Linked DNA regions of Pan troglodytes: region 1 is linked to region 2. Evidence: chromatin contacts called from public HiChIP or PLAC-seq data. All regions are on one chromosome and are shown on one strand. Each heading gives the region's core, a stretch centred on a gene start, on an enhancer-like site or on the middle of the called end of the contact. The rest is flanking DNA. Distances are from core to core; before and after follow the strand shown.

Evidence for each region. HiChIP or PLAC-seq counts read pairs in DNA pulled down with a chosen protein or histone mark.
Region 1: a contact with region 2 is called in an H3K4me3 HiChIP or PLAC-seq map of stem cell-derived excitatory neurons, with 14 times the contacts expected there. The contact joins the promoter of ANO6 here to the promoter of ARID2 in region 2. A contact is called at or near these places in 1 of 7 Hi-C or Micro-C datasets (stem cell-derived neural progenitor cells) and 1 of 1 datasets of contacts at active chromatin or transcription factors (stem cell-derived excitatory neurons).

The regions. Positions count from the first base shown.
Region 1 is chr10:50,637,081-50,643,296 of NHGRI_mPanTro3-v2.0_pri, reverse strand. ANO6 (anoctamin 6) reads left to right here and starts at 3,573. Exons shown (of 20, transcript XM_509014.8): 1 at 3,573-4,408. The coding sequence starts at 4,339. LOC134807570 (a long non-coding RNA gene) reads right to left here and starts at 4,059. Exons shown (of 5, transcript XR_010148327.1): 1 at 3,958-4,059.
Region 2 is chr10:50,121,041-50,127,440 of NHGRI_mPanTro3-v2.0_pri, reverse strand. It overlaps ARID2 (AT-rich interaction domain 2), which reads left to right and starts at 4,666. Exons shown (of 22, transcript XM_063786745.1): 1 at 4,666-5,514; 2 at 5,630-5,723. The coding sequence starts at 5,423.

The sequences.
Region 1 (6,216 bases), core at 2,324-4,823, 520 kb before region 2:
GGAGAAAAGGTAATGCTTATACACCGCTGGTGGGAATGTAAATTAGTTCAGCCACTATGGAAAGCAGTTTGGAGATTTTTCAAAGAACTCAAAACTACCATTCAACCCAGCAATCCCACTACTGGTTATATACCCAAAGAAAAATAAATCGTTCTACTAAAAAGATGAACATGCACTGGTATGTTCACCGCAGCACTATTCACAACAGCAAAGACATGGAATCAACCAAGACCCTCATCAATGGTGGACTAGATAAAGAAAATGTGATATATACATATATATACCATGAAATACCATGCAGCCATAGAAAAGAACCAAATCATGTCCTTTACAGCAACATGGATGCACCTGGAGGCCATTATCCTAAGCAGATTAATGCAGGGACAGAAAAACCAAATACTGCACATTACCACTTGTAAGTAGGAACCAAACATTTAATATACATGGATACAAAGATGGAGACAATAGACACTGGAGACTGCTTAAGCGGGGAGAGTGGGAGTGGGGTGGGTTGGAAAGCTATTTATTGGGTACTACGCTCAATACCTGGGTGACAGGATCATTCATACACCAAACCTCAGCAACATACAATTTACCCATAACAAAACTGCACATGTACCCCCAGAACCTAACATAAAAGTAGAAGAAGAAAAGAATTTCAGGATGGCAACCACAGAATCTTTTTTAAAGAATTATTTTAAGTTCTGGGATACATGTGCAGGATGAGCAGGTTTGTTACATAGGTAAACGTGTGCCGTGGTAGTTTGCTGCACCTACCAACTCATCACCTAGGTATTAAGCCCCACATGCATGCATTAGCTATTTATCCTGATGCCCTCCCTCCCCCCACCCCACCCCCCGACAGTGTATGTTGTTCCCCTCCCTGTATCCATGTGTTCTCTTTGTTCAGCTCCCGCTTATGAGTGAGAACATGTGGTGTTTGGTTTTCTGTTCCTGTGTTAGTTTGCTGAGGATAATGGCTTCCAGCTCCATCCATGTCCCTGCAAAGGACATGATCTCATTCCTTTTTGTGGCTGCATAGTATGGTGTATATGTACCACATTTTCTTTATCTAGTCTATCATTGATGGGCATTAACCACAGAACATTTAAATCCCAAGCGTTAGGCCCATAAGAGTGTAGGGCTCTGTGTGAATACACTGTTTGAATGCCCATCAAGCTGACCCTGCCTGGACTAGATAGTAAAGTTATAGGACTGAATGAGTTCTATAGGGAAAGATGAGAAGAAAAGAGACCCAAGACCTGAAGCTAGAAAAGCAACAACTTTTACAGGATGGGCAGAGAAAGAATATCCTGGTGGCCAAAAGTTGTATTTAATCAGATGAATGAATGAGAAAATAATTGTTCTGTGATCCCTGACTTGAAAAAGCTTTGCAAATACAAATAACCTGGCTATATATTAATATTTTATTTCACAAATTATTATTGTATGGATGATAATTCTTCAGGGTTAAATGTGTGGCTCTTACATAGGCCTATTATCCTATTTCTGAGGCATATATTGATTGCTCAACTGAAAAAAAATGCAGAAGAGAAGTGGTAGGAAATAAAATGGATTAGAGGAAAGAATGGAATTTACTAATAATAGAGTTCCCTTCTAGCAACAGTTACCTTTACATATAAGGCCAACAATGTTTCGCTGCAACATTTATCAAAGAAGAAAAATGTAAACTCTTAAAAATCTGTGAAGAATTCTAAATGACTAATTAAAACTTGTTGCAAAGTCAACTTCGATAATTTTTTAACTACAAAGTAACTTTGACCGAAGTCTTAGTCCATAAAAATGAGAACAAGGCCGGGCGCGGTGGCTCACGCCTGTAATCCCAGCACTTTGGGAGGCAGAGGCGGGCGGATCACGAGGTCGGGAGATCTAGACCATCCTGGCTAACACGGTGAAACCCCGTCCCTACTAAAAATACAAAAAATTAGCTGGGCGTGGTGGTGGGCGCCTGTAGTCCCAGCTACTCCGGAGGCTGAGGCCAGAGAATGGCGTGAACCTGGGAGGTGGAGCTTGCAGTGAGCCGAGATCTAGCCACTGCACTACAGCCTGGGTGACAGAGTGCGACTCTGTCTTAAAAAAAAAAAAAAAGAGAACATTTGGTGAAAGAACTATGGCAGGGAGTTGATGAGACTTTGAATTTTGAATTGGTGGGGGAAAAAGTGATCTGAAAAAAAAAAAATGGATTGGGACATGTCTCTGGAGGTGGTTTATGAAGAGGCTATGAGCACTGATTCTGAAACAAGCTGTTGAGGTTTCAATCCTGGCTCCACTATTTATTCCCTGTGTGATTTTGGACAAGTTGCTCAAGTTGCCTCACACCTGAAGAAAAATGATAACACTTTCTAGGGTTGTTATGAGGGTTGAATGACTGGATGCTTATAAAACATGTAAAACTTTTCCTAGCACATAAAAAGTACTACACAAAAATTTGTTAAAAGAAAATTGTAAAAATTGATCATGTAACCAAAACACTTTTGAAGTTTCTACTTTTAGTGAGTTTCACAAGCTCAGGGGAGAGTGTTCAGTGAAAGGAAACAATCTCTTCTCATCTTTCTTCTCCCATCATTTTTTTCTCCTATCTTCAGAGTACTGTATTGTTGTCTCTTTATACTAAAAACAATTCTGTTTATTCAAAAAAAGTACCTCAAGAAGCAAGTATAGTGTTTCCCGGGTATTTTCTTAAAAGTAATTTCATCATGTCTTTTCATGTATATATTCATGGCTATTTTCCCACTTAAGATTGGTCCCAATGTTTTCTTTCTTTCAGAGAGAACATTAAAAATGTTAGGAAACTGAGGTGCAAGGATTGCTGGAGGCCAGGAGTTCGAAACCAGCCTGGGCAACATAGTGAGACACCCATCTCTACAAAAAATTTAAGAATAAGCCCCACATGGTGGTGTGCTCCGCTTGTAGTTCTAGTTATTGAACTCCCACCTCGGCAACAGAGCGAGACCGTCTTTAAAAAAGTATGTGGAAGAAAAAACATGCACAGTAGATTTAGTGTTATTGTGATAACCCTAGCACTTCAGTGGAAAAAATATAAACAATTTCAATGAGTAGACAATAACACATATAACCAAGATTTCAAATATACCTTCTAGCCCTTTTGAGAAGTCAAAATTGAACAACCTGAATGTACCAGCTTTTTTGAAAAAAGTTTCGTAGACACGCGATCCCCAAAACCTGCCGTTCAAACAACTCCAAGGGTCTTTAAAGTACTAAATCCCTTTGTATTTGTCCTATCGGTCCCTTTGGTTTCCAGGAAAGCATTAAAAATAAAAATAAAAACTCTCTGCCTTAATCTTATTTCACTACTTTCTTTTCTCTTATTATAGCTTTCCACATTGCTTTAGAAGAGTTTACATCTAACTCTAGTGGTCTTCGGCTTCTTCTCCCTCTTTGACACAGAGGACTAGTTTCAATTGTACAAATAGGCTGGACGCTTCAGCGATTATCTTCCGACCACTCCCTGTGTGCTCGCGCGGGCGGGGTAGGGGGCGCTTCTCCACTCTCCGCGACCTCAATGTATGCGGAAATCCTCCTGCCTTTGTGCACACGTTTATTTAGAAAATTCTCTCCACCCCCACTCCCGTCCGTCCCGCCCCTTCTTCTTTTGCTTATTCTCTGAGTTTTGCCTCTCCTCCCACCCCGACTCCACCGTAATCTTACCCTACCCGTACAGATTCCACTTTCCCACTTCGGAGCTAGAGTAATTTAAGATCCCCCCATTATTAGCTCCACGTCGCCTTTAAAAGCCATTCAAACGAGTTCGCCTTCCAGGGTTCTGCAGTTGTGCTGCAGCAGCATTTCCCTCCTCTCCAGTATCAGACGTTAAAACAAAGCAAGCCACAGTGTGTGTCCACAGACGACCTTGGAACGAAAAGCTGCCCTGCTTGGGATCAATGCTTAGGGAACCCAGTCCACTCCCGCACTCACGTGTTCCCGCCTTGCCCTCCAGCTAGTTCCCCCGCGCGCAGGATCGCACTACTCCCTCTGCAGTCTCGCCTGCCGACTTCCTTCTGCGCGCCTCGTAAAACCGGGAAGTTCAATCATTCCGCAGCGAGCCGCGGCGGCCGCACTGGGCATGCTCAGTCTCCGGGCTCTGCTCGGCAGGCGAGAGGCGTCCTCCGGCTCTGGGCTCCGGTCGGTGGGTGCCTCGGCTCGGCTTTCCCCGGCGCTGGCTGGGCACAGCGGCCCCTGAGCCCAAGCGACACACGCCCCGCGGTCCCCGATCCGGCCCCTGGGAGAGCCGCGCCGTTCTGGAACCCGGGAGCCCCCAACTTCGCGCCAAGTTCGGAGCCGCCTTCTGAGGGAGACATGAAAAAGATGAGCAGGAATGTTTTGCTACAAATGGAGGAGGAGGACGACGACGACGATGGGGATATCGGTGAGCGAGGGGTCCCCGCGTCCCCACCCGAGAGCCCGAGCCGACGCGGGAAGAAGTTCGGGGACTGCGCGGGGGCGCTGTGCTCTCCGCGGGGGAGGTTGGCCGAGACGCTCGGCCGCTCCGGGCAGGGGAGGAAGCCCGCTGTCCCCGGCTGCTTGCAGACTGAGGCCCCGGTGCGGCCCCGGCGGGGCGGAGGCGCGGGGCGCGTGGTGGCCCCGAGGACAGGCTCCTGACGGGCGGGGGATGCTGCCCCTGAAAAGCCTGGCAGCTGCGGGGACGCCTCTGCGTGCGGAAGTCTCCACTCAGAAGCAACTTTGGGGTCACTTCCCCGAGTCGCACAGTGCTAGGGTTGCCGAGGAGCCTGGGCACTGGGGCGAGCCCCCTGGGCGGGGTCCGGGGAGCAGGCCCGCATTTGGAGGACAGGGTGTGACCCATCTGAATCCTCGTTAAAGTAAAAGCCGACCGATGGCTCTGGGAGGTTTGAGGCCTGGCGGGGCGGCCCCGGGAAGTGATTTGTGGCCGCTAGGCGCGCGCTGGAAACCCTTTCCCATCTGCGGAGCCCACCGGAGCTGTGATCGGAGGAGGAGTTCCCCCAGGCAGGGTGGACCGCAGGGCCTTTTTCACTCGTCCTGAGGGGCCCTGGGGCTTGGGGAGCAAACCTGGGGTGACCCATTTCTAGTTAGAGTTAAAAATGCATGGAAGTGACAAGACGAACCGAGGGAGAGCTGTTTTAAGAGCAAAAATGAAAAAAAGGGCAAACAAAAGGGATGAGAGGAGGTGAGGAAGGGGAAAGGAATGAGAGGACTAGAGAGAAAATCAGGTCCCTAAAGAGAACACTGTCGGGGGATGATGATATAATGTGTCCCTCCAGAAGACTCTAATTAAATTACCAAGCCAGTCTGTTGTGGCGACTCGGCTTAGTCTCCTGGATGCCAAATCAATTTTAAAGCAGAACATCCTGCTGATGTTCTAAAGCCCTGTTGTTATCTAATAACTTTAAAAGTAACTTAATTTTAGGAATTGGGTGTGGTTTTTATTTCTGTTACATTTTGGGCACGGAATATTTCGATCAAAAAAATTTGGTAACTTCTTGGTTGTCCAGGGACAAATCGAATAGAGGAGATTACACTCCATGATTTAGTTTCACATTTCATTCATTCATTTAAGAACAATTTACTAGTTATTCATCTTTAAGGAGAGAGCAAATAGTAGTAGTTTTTATAGGAGAGAAAACTGAAGCGCACAGGTTGGTCTGCCCAGCTTCTCACACTTTCAAACCCAGGTTTTCTGACTTGTAAAACCAGTGAAGATTGATGCTCTTACCACTGGGTCACTCTGGCTGTTACTACTGTTTAGCAAGATTAAGTAGTACCTGATGATTACATAAAAATATAGGAGTGAAATTTAAAAAGTTACAATAAAATTGGCACAGTCTGTTTCCCAGGAAAGTATTATTGTCTTTTATGGTGAGCTGCACTGTTTATAATGAGTATTGTAAGTAAATAAGGGCAGAAGCTCACATGGGAACTGAAGTAAGCAAGAGGCTCTGAGCTTTGTTTTACTGTGCCAGCAGTAGATCTCAGTTTAGAAAGTAATTTGGTCTAGTCTGTGTTTACCTATTGAGGCATCGTATAAATTCATCTTAAGCGTGTGGCATTTATTTTTAATGACATGTCATTCATGCTAGTTTTGTCCAGTCAAACAGTGTAGATAGACTTAAGAAAAAGTTAAATATCTCTACTCCTCCCCACCCTCTAGAAACTACTAATACTAATACTTTAGTGTTAATATTAGTAGGGCATTTCCCA
Region 2 (6,400 bases), core at 3,417-5,916:
AAATATATTTATTACTAAATATAGATTACCATTAATAAATAGTTCCTTGGTTTAGTATGTTCTCTTAAAGTTTTCAGAAGCTATTAAATACTATAAACAAAGTATTAAAATACTATAAACTGTGTATAATGAGCACAGTTTTTAGACAACTTTTCAGTGATCAAAACAGATGAAATGAATAAGAATGGACAAATGTAGCAAATTAAACCCATAACAGTTTTAAAAATTCTGGATTAAACAACCCAAACAACTAATGAAATCAACTCCCCGTCAAAAGCACATCTGGGAATGCTTCTCCAAAAAATATTATTGTAATTGACTAAAATTTAATTTTTTAGTTGTCTTATTAAAAAGTCTTTAATTGAAAATTATCACTTAAAAATCAAACTGGATTTAATGTACAAAGCATAATCTCCAATATCTACTGAAAATAAATTTTTTAAAAAATCCCACATTTCTGATTTCTCTTTAAGAGAAAAAAAAATTAAAAAATTCCCCAAAGCTTATCAGACTTTTTGGGCCAAATCATCCAGAAATCTATCTATAAAAGATTCAGAGTATATTCAGGGCATTAAAATTACCCTACTCTGAAGTAGAATAAACTATTTCCTTATCTTTTAAAAGCTTAGTTATCAACACTGCTTAGAATTACCATCAGAGTGTCTGTATTAAGATTACCCTAATCTGCAGTAGAATAAACTATTTCCTCGCCTTTTAAGAGCTTAGTTATCAGTACTCCTTAGAATCACCCTAAGAATGGAAGGGCTTCATCTAGGATTTGATATTGTAATCAAATTTTCAAATAAGACAAATTAGTCCACATAAAAAAGTATAGCAGTAGGTACAGGCAACAGAAGCCATGAACGCATTCTCGAAGCTCGCCAAGGAATTTTTCTCTAAAATCATCTTTAAGGAAATATCAATTTAACTTCAATAGCCTTGTTTAACGAATCAAACTATTTTTTTAAATCTTAGAGTGACCTAAAATCCCAAAATTTCTCCACTGAGTTGGCATACCAATTCCTCAATTTATTTCAGCTGTTGTAATCATACACCTGATAATGCTTGATTTGAAACTGGGTACAGTTTTTTAAGGTTTAGTTGAATGAGGGAATTTTTAATTTATCACAATTTCCTGACTAATATGAAAACTGATGGTAAGAATGAAAAATTCAAATAAAATAACATAAACCTCTAATTACGGCGTGCAGCGTTTGCAGTTACAAAAGCAACACTACATTTTTCCCATCATAAGCGCTTTGTCATCAAAACAGTAAACTATACAAATTGGATTGCAACAATTTCCACTGTTATTGGTAATTTTTTAATAGGAACACTTTCCATTAATGCTTGAAAACTACGAACTACATTTTATTTTATATCTTGTCAAATTAGTTGGAGAATATCTATTGTAAAGCTGTCAGCACATCTCTAACATTACTTTGCCAGGATCCACCTGCTCTATGCTGCCCACTATAGGAAATGCAATATGGTAATAAAAAATGTAATAGAAGGTTACTTTGGTACAATCTCATAAAAAACATACTCTGACTCTACTTGGATGCTAAATGTGGTGTTTTTGCAAGAGATACAGACTGATTAGTGGCGATCAAATTTATTAACTTTAAAGGACATCAATAAGAACAGACAGGACCAGAAATTGTATCTTGGTGATCCACATGCCAGGAGTAGCGCGGCAGAGGATGGAGAGCGGAACTTAGCGATTGAGGCGCAGCCTGCAGAAAGCTGCACTTCTGCACTAGAGATTAAATAAGAGGGTCAAAATCAACATAAACTAAACCCTTTTTTAAAAAGTCATGTAAACACAAATGATTGCTGCAACTGGAAAACAACATTGAAAATAAATTATTCGTGTGATGCATATCTATTTCAACAAACCTTTCCTTAAACCTTTAACGTTACTCTTACAAGCAAATACCGTTAATAGCTTACTTCTGTCTTAATTTTTCTAACCACAGGAAAATTGAAATATAAGTAATCTGATAAACATCAAGTTTTACGTTGATGCTTTTGACCACAGGGTATATACAGTGTTAAGAATTTAAATTCTATCCATCAGATATACTTTAGGACTCCATTTTGAAGATAGCCTCTTCTACAGAAAAGAAATTTTTAAAAGTCAATTCTCCAGTTTCTCATCACATCTTAATTTTTTATAAAAGGCTTTTAAACACTAGTATCACTCCAAGTCTTTAGCCTTTGATACTTGCTCTGAAAACACACTATTGTATATGTTTGCGTATGTACACACACACACACACACAAATAACAGTGACTTAAAAGTGGCAACCGCCTCTTGAAAAGTAAAAATATGTCATCCCTCCATTCTGCCCTTAAATGAGAAATAAAGACAATAGATTTGCCCACTGCAGACTGGGATACCAGAAAAGACGTTCTAAGTCTCGCCTGAGACAATATTAACCTGCTATCTTAAGTCCCAACTTGGATGACTTAAATTTCAGTGTACGTGCCTCCGTTCCCACTCTTGCCCCATCAGCTCCATCAGCATCGTCATCCCCGGCTCGGATCCCGGCCGCGACCCGCCAGGGCCGCCGGAGTCCGCGAATACCGCCCGCTCCCGGCAACGAAGCTCCCCGGCTCCCGGCCGACCGCGAGTTCCTGGAGCAGTAGCCTCCAAGGTTCCCAAAGCCCACGATTCAGGCGATCGGTGCCGACCGGGCCGTGGACTGTGGCATTTTAAAACTACAGAATTCTCACTGCACGACTGGCGCGGCCGAGGTGGCCCAGGAGACCCTCCAAGAGATTCTGGTCAGCTGCCGGGAGCGTGGAAGAGCAACCAAAACCATCAAGGCGCCGCGCCAAGTCCCCGGAGCAGTCACCTCAGCTTTCCGTTCTCCCTCTAGTTACAATTACTCCACAGGCTTCTGGCGCTTCCTTCGAGAAAATGAAAAACTAAAAACGCGTAGAGGTGGTAGAAGTCGTTGGCATTTTCCGTTTAATGTGATCCCCCAGGCTCCATCCCTTAAGTGGGGTTTCCAAACTCGAATGCATCCTCAGCAGAGGTTTTCCATGTTGACAGATCTCTCGCCTCCCACAAAATGGGGCCGGGGAGGCGGCCGCGGTCTCCTCTATGGGCGCCGCCATTTTGTGAGGCGGCGGCGGCGCGGCGGCAGGAGCCCGGGGTGTGTATAATGGTTGAATAGAATGACCCCCTCCAGGGAATCCCCGGCACTGACGGTTACGTAAGGGGCTGTGCGCAAGTGCGGCGTTTAGGGAATCCGCACAGCCCGGGCCACGCAGCTCCGAGGCCCACATCTCCACTCCCCCTAAGAGGACCGATGGGGAAAGGGACAGCTGACCGGGTCTTCCTCGCAGCAGCCTCACCCCTAGTCTCCCGCGGCCGCCGAGCTTCTCCACCTCCCCGGGCCGGGTCTCCGCCCCTCACAGGCTTCCGAGACACTCACTGGCCCTGGGTTGTCAGGAACTTCCTAGCCACAACCTTATTCCGACCCCACTTAAGAGACAAACTTTAGTTGGGAAATAAGTCCGTTTCCTAGAGTGAGCACCGGAAGCACGCTGCACTATATTACATAATTTTTCACCTCCAAAGCAATGTTCCCATTGGAACGACTACCTGAAATAACCCATCCAGACCCCTACTACCCTGTGACCTTGGGTTAGGCAGTGACTTTGCCCGTGGTGGCCGTCACTAAAATGGGAATAATAATACGTTTCACGTACTGTAATCTTAATTAACATTTGTAGCAAAGAGCCGGCTCCAACACCCCTCGTAAATGCAAATTTAGGTGGTAGTATTTGTTGAGATGTTTTGACTCATTTAAGCAAAGAGTTTTTTTAACCTTCAAAATATTTTAAACGAGGATTACATTTAAGACATTTGAAAGCAAAGAAAAACGTTTTATTCGATATTTATTTTAAACGCAGCAATCTTGAAGAGACCTTACTATAAAAATGTAACGTTAATTATTATTGTCGAAGTTCGATAGATTGCTTCCCAACCAGTTTAGTTAGTTTGCATAACTTTGCTCATAGAATACTCCAGTTTGATATGTGAAGCCAACCAGCGGCAAGATGAATTAAGAGCATTACTCTATTTCCACAGAACTAGGACAGACAGTTCACATTGTATTTATCGTATAGTTTGCTAAAGTTAGCGTGTGGATAATTCATAGAAAATGTGCTAACCAGGCCCCAAAATACTAGCATACGGCTCATAAAAGCCGATTCCTTTAGATTTTACAAAAACAGAAGGTAACAAATTGACTTTATTCCGATCTGTGAATGTTGCGTAGCGTGAGGAGCTACCCCGGTGAGCTTCCTTTCCCTTCAGAGCGCCACACCGGTTCTGTCGGGCGGGCGGGGACTCCGAGGCGGCCCTTCCAACAGCCGGGCCGGGGACGCGAACATCGCCTCCACCCCTAACCCTGGAACAACCGGTAGTGGCCGTTTCCCCGCACCGCCCCCCTTTCCGCCGGCTTTGTGTGCGTGTGAAATGTGCGGCACATTGCAGACGAACCCTAAGCCCGGCGAGTCGAGTCTATTGTTCCCCGCGAGGATCTGCCGGGGCGGTGTGGAGCCAGGCGCAGTGCCGCGGCCAGCCCTCGGGGGTCGCTGTGTGACACTGGCTGCCAGGCCGTGGCGGCGGCAGAGAGGGAGGCTGGCGGGGAGGGAAGCAGGCGGGCGGCGCGCAGCGGCTCAGCTGCCGCTGGTGCTTCTGCCCGGGGACGCCCTGGCCTCCGCGGCCGAGGCCGCGCGTGAATGTGTGCGAGGGCCCCGCGGAGCCGGGGCCGAAATACACGCTGTCACCGCGCTTTCCACAAACCACCACACAGACCTCCCCCTCCCCACCCCCAGCCCCGCCTGCCCTAGCCCCGCCGCCGCCGCCGCCGCCGCCGAAACTCTTGGGCCTCTGGCCGCCCAGACCCCTCACCATCGGCTCGCCTTGCCCATCGCCCGCTCGCGCGCCCCCGGCAGCAGCACCATGTTGAATCGCGTCCCCGGGCTGAGCTGCCTCAGCCGGCGGCGCTGAGAGGCGGGCGAGAGCCGGGCCACGGGGAGGGAGGGAAGGAAGGGGTGGGGGCCGCGCTCGCCCCGCGGCTTCGCGCGGATCCGGCAGTCGCCTGCCCTTCTAGTTTCGCTCCGATTTCTTTAAACTTTTTTAGAAATTCCCCTCCCTCCTTCCCTCCTCTCCCCCTGGCCTCCTGCTCCCTCCTTCCCCTCCTCCTCCTCCTCCCCCTCCCTCCCTCCCTCCCTGCGCCGCCGCCGCCGCCGCCGCCGCCGCCGCCACCGCCGGCCCATGACTGAGCCCCGCCGCCGCCGGCCGAGGAATGGGCTCCGGGCTCTGGTAGGAAGCGCTGGGAGCGGGGGGCGCTTTTAAAACACCGATCTGGGTTTTTTAAAAACCTCCTTTGAAAAAATAATGGCAAACTCGACGGGGAAGGCGCCTCCGGACGAGCGGAGAAAGGGACTCGCTTTCCTGGACGAGCTGCGGCAGTTCCACCACAGCAGAGGGTGAGAGCAGAACCGGGGGGGCAGCGCCGGGGCGAGCCGGGGCGAACGGGGCTCTCCCGCCCGGGCCGGGCACGGGGTCCCGGCTGACAAGTGCGGGGCTTTCTCTCTCCCGCAGGTCGCCTTTTAAAAAAATCCCTGCGGTGGGTGGGAAGGAGCTGGATCTTCACGGTCTCTACACCAGAGTCACTACTTTAGGCGGATTCGCGAAGGTGAGTGGAAGTTTTAATTTGTATTTCCCTCTCGCTGGCCTCCTCCAAAAAGTCTCCTTTGACCCCGGAGTGGGCGCTTGGGGCTGGGGGGGTGGCCCGCGGGGGCAAAAGGCGTTCTTTTCGCTCCCAGCCGGTGGCACGGAGGCGGACGGCGGCGGGGCTGTTTTTGGCCTGGTGGCTCGCGTGCGCGCGGCGGGCGCGGGGCTCCGGCGGGCGGGCGGCCCGGCGCCGGCTCGCGCCCTGCCCGGTGCCCGGTCGGGCCGGCGGGGTCTGAGCGCCGCGGCGGGGAGTGCGGGCGTGCGGGGCGCCAGCCTGAGCCCCGCGCCCGCCCCGCTCCCGCGCCGCCCGCCCGCTCGCTCGCGAGTCAGCTCTGCCGCCGCTGCCGCTCTAGCACAGGCGGAGACACAGAGACACACAGACTCTGAGAGCAGTTTTCGTGCAACTCAAAATTAGCGCGGGCAGGTTTAACATCGATAATCGGCTGCGAAATGATCCCGGCAGCCGGGGGCACAGCCTCGGCCCCGTCGCCCTCGGTTTATACAGCTAACAAAAGAAACCAGGACCTGTCTCCAAATAGCCATCTTAGGCTTCAAGGCTAGGCAGAAGCTGTAGGCCTCAAAGAAGGGCCTATGGAGATGGATAGATCTGGGAGAGGGATCGGAATCGGCCCCAGCCCC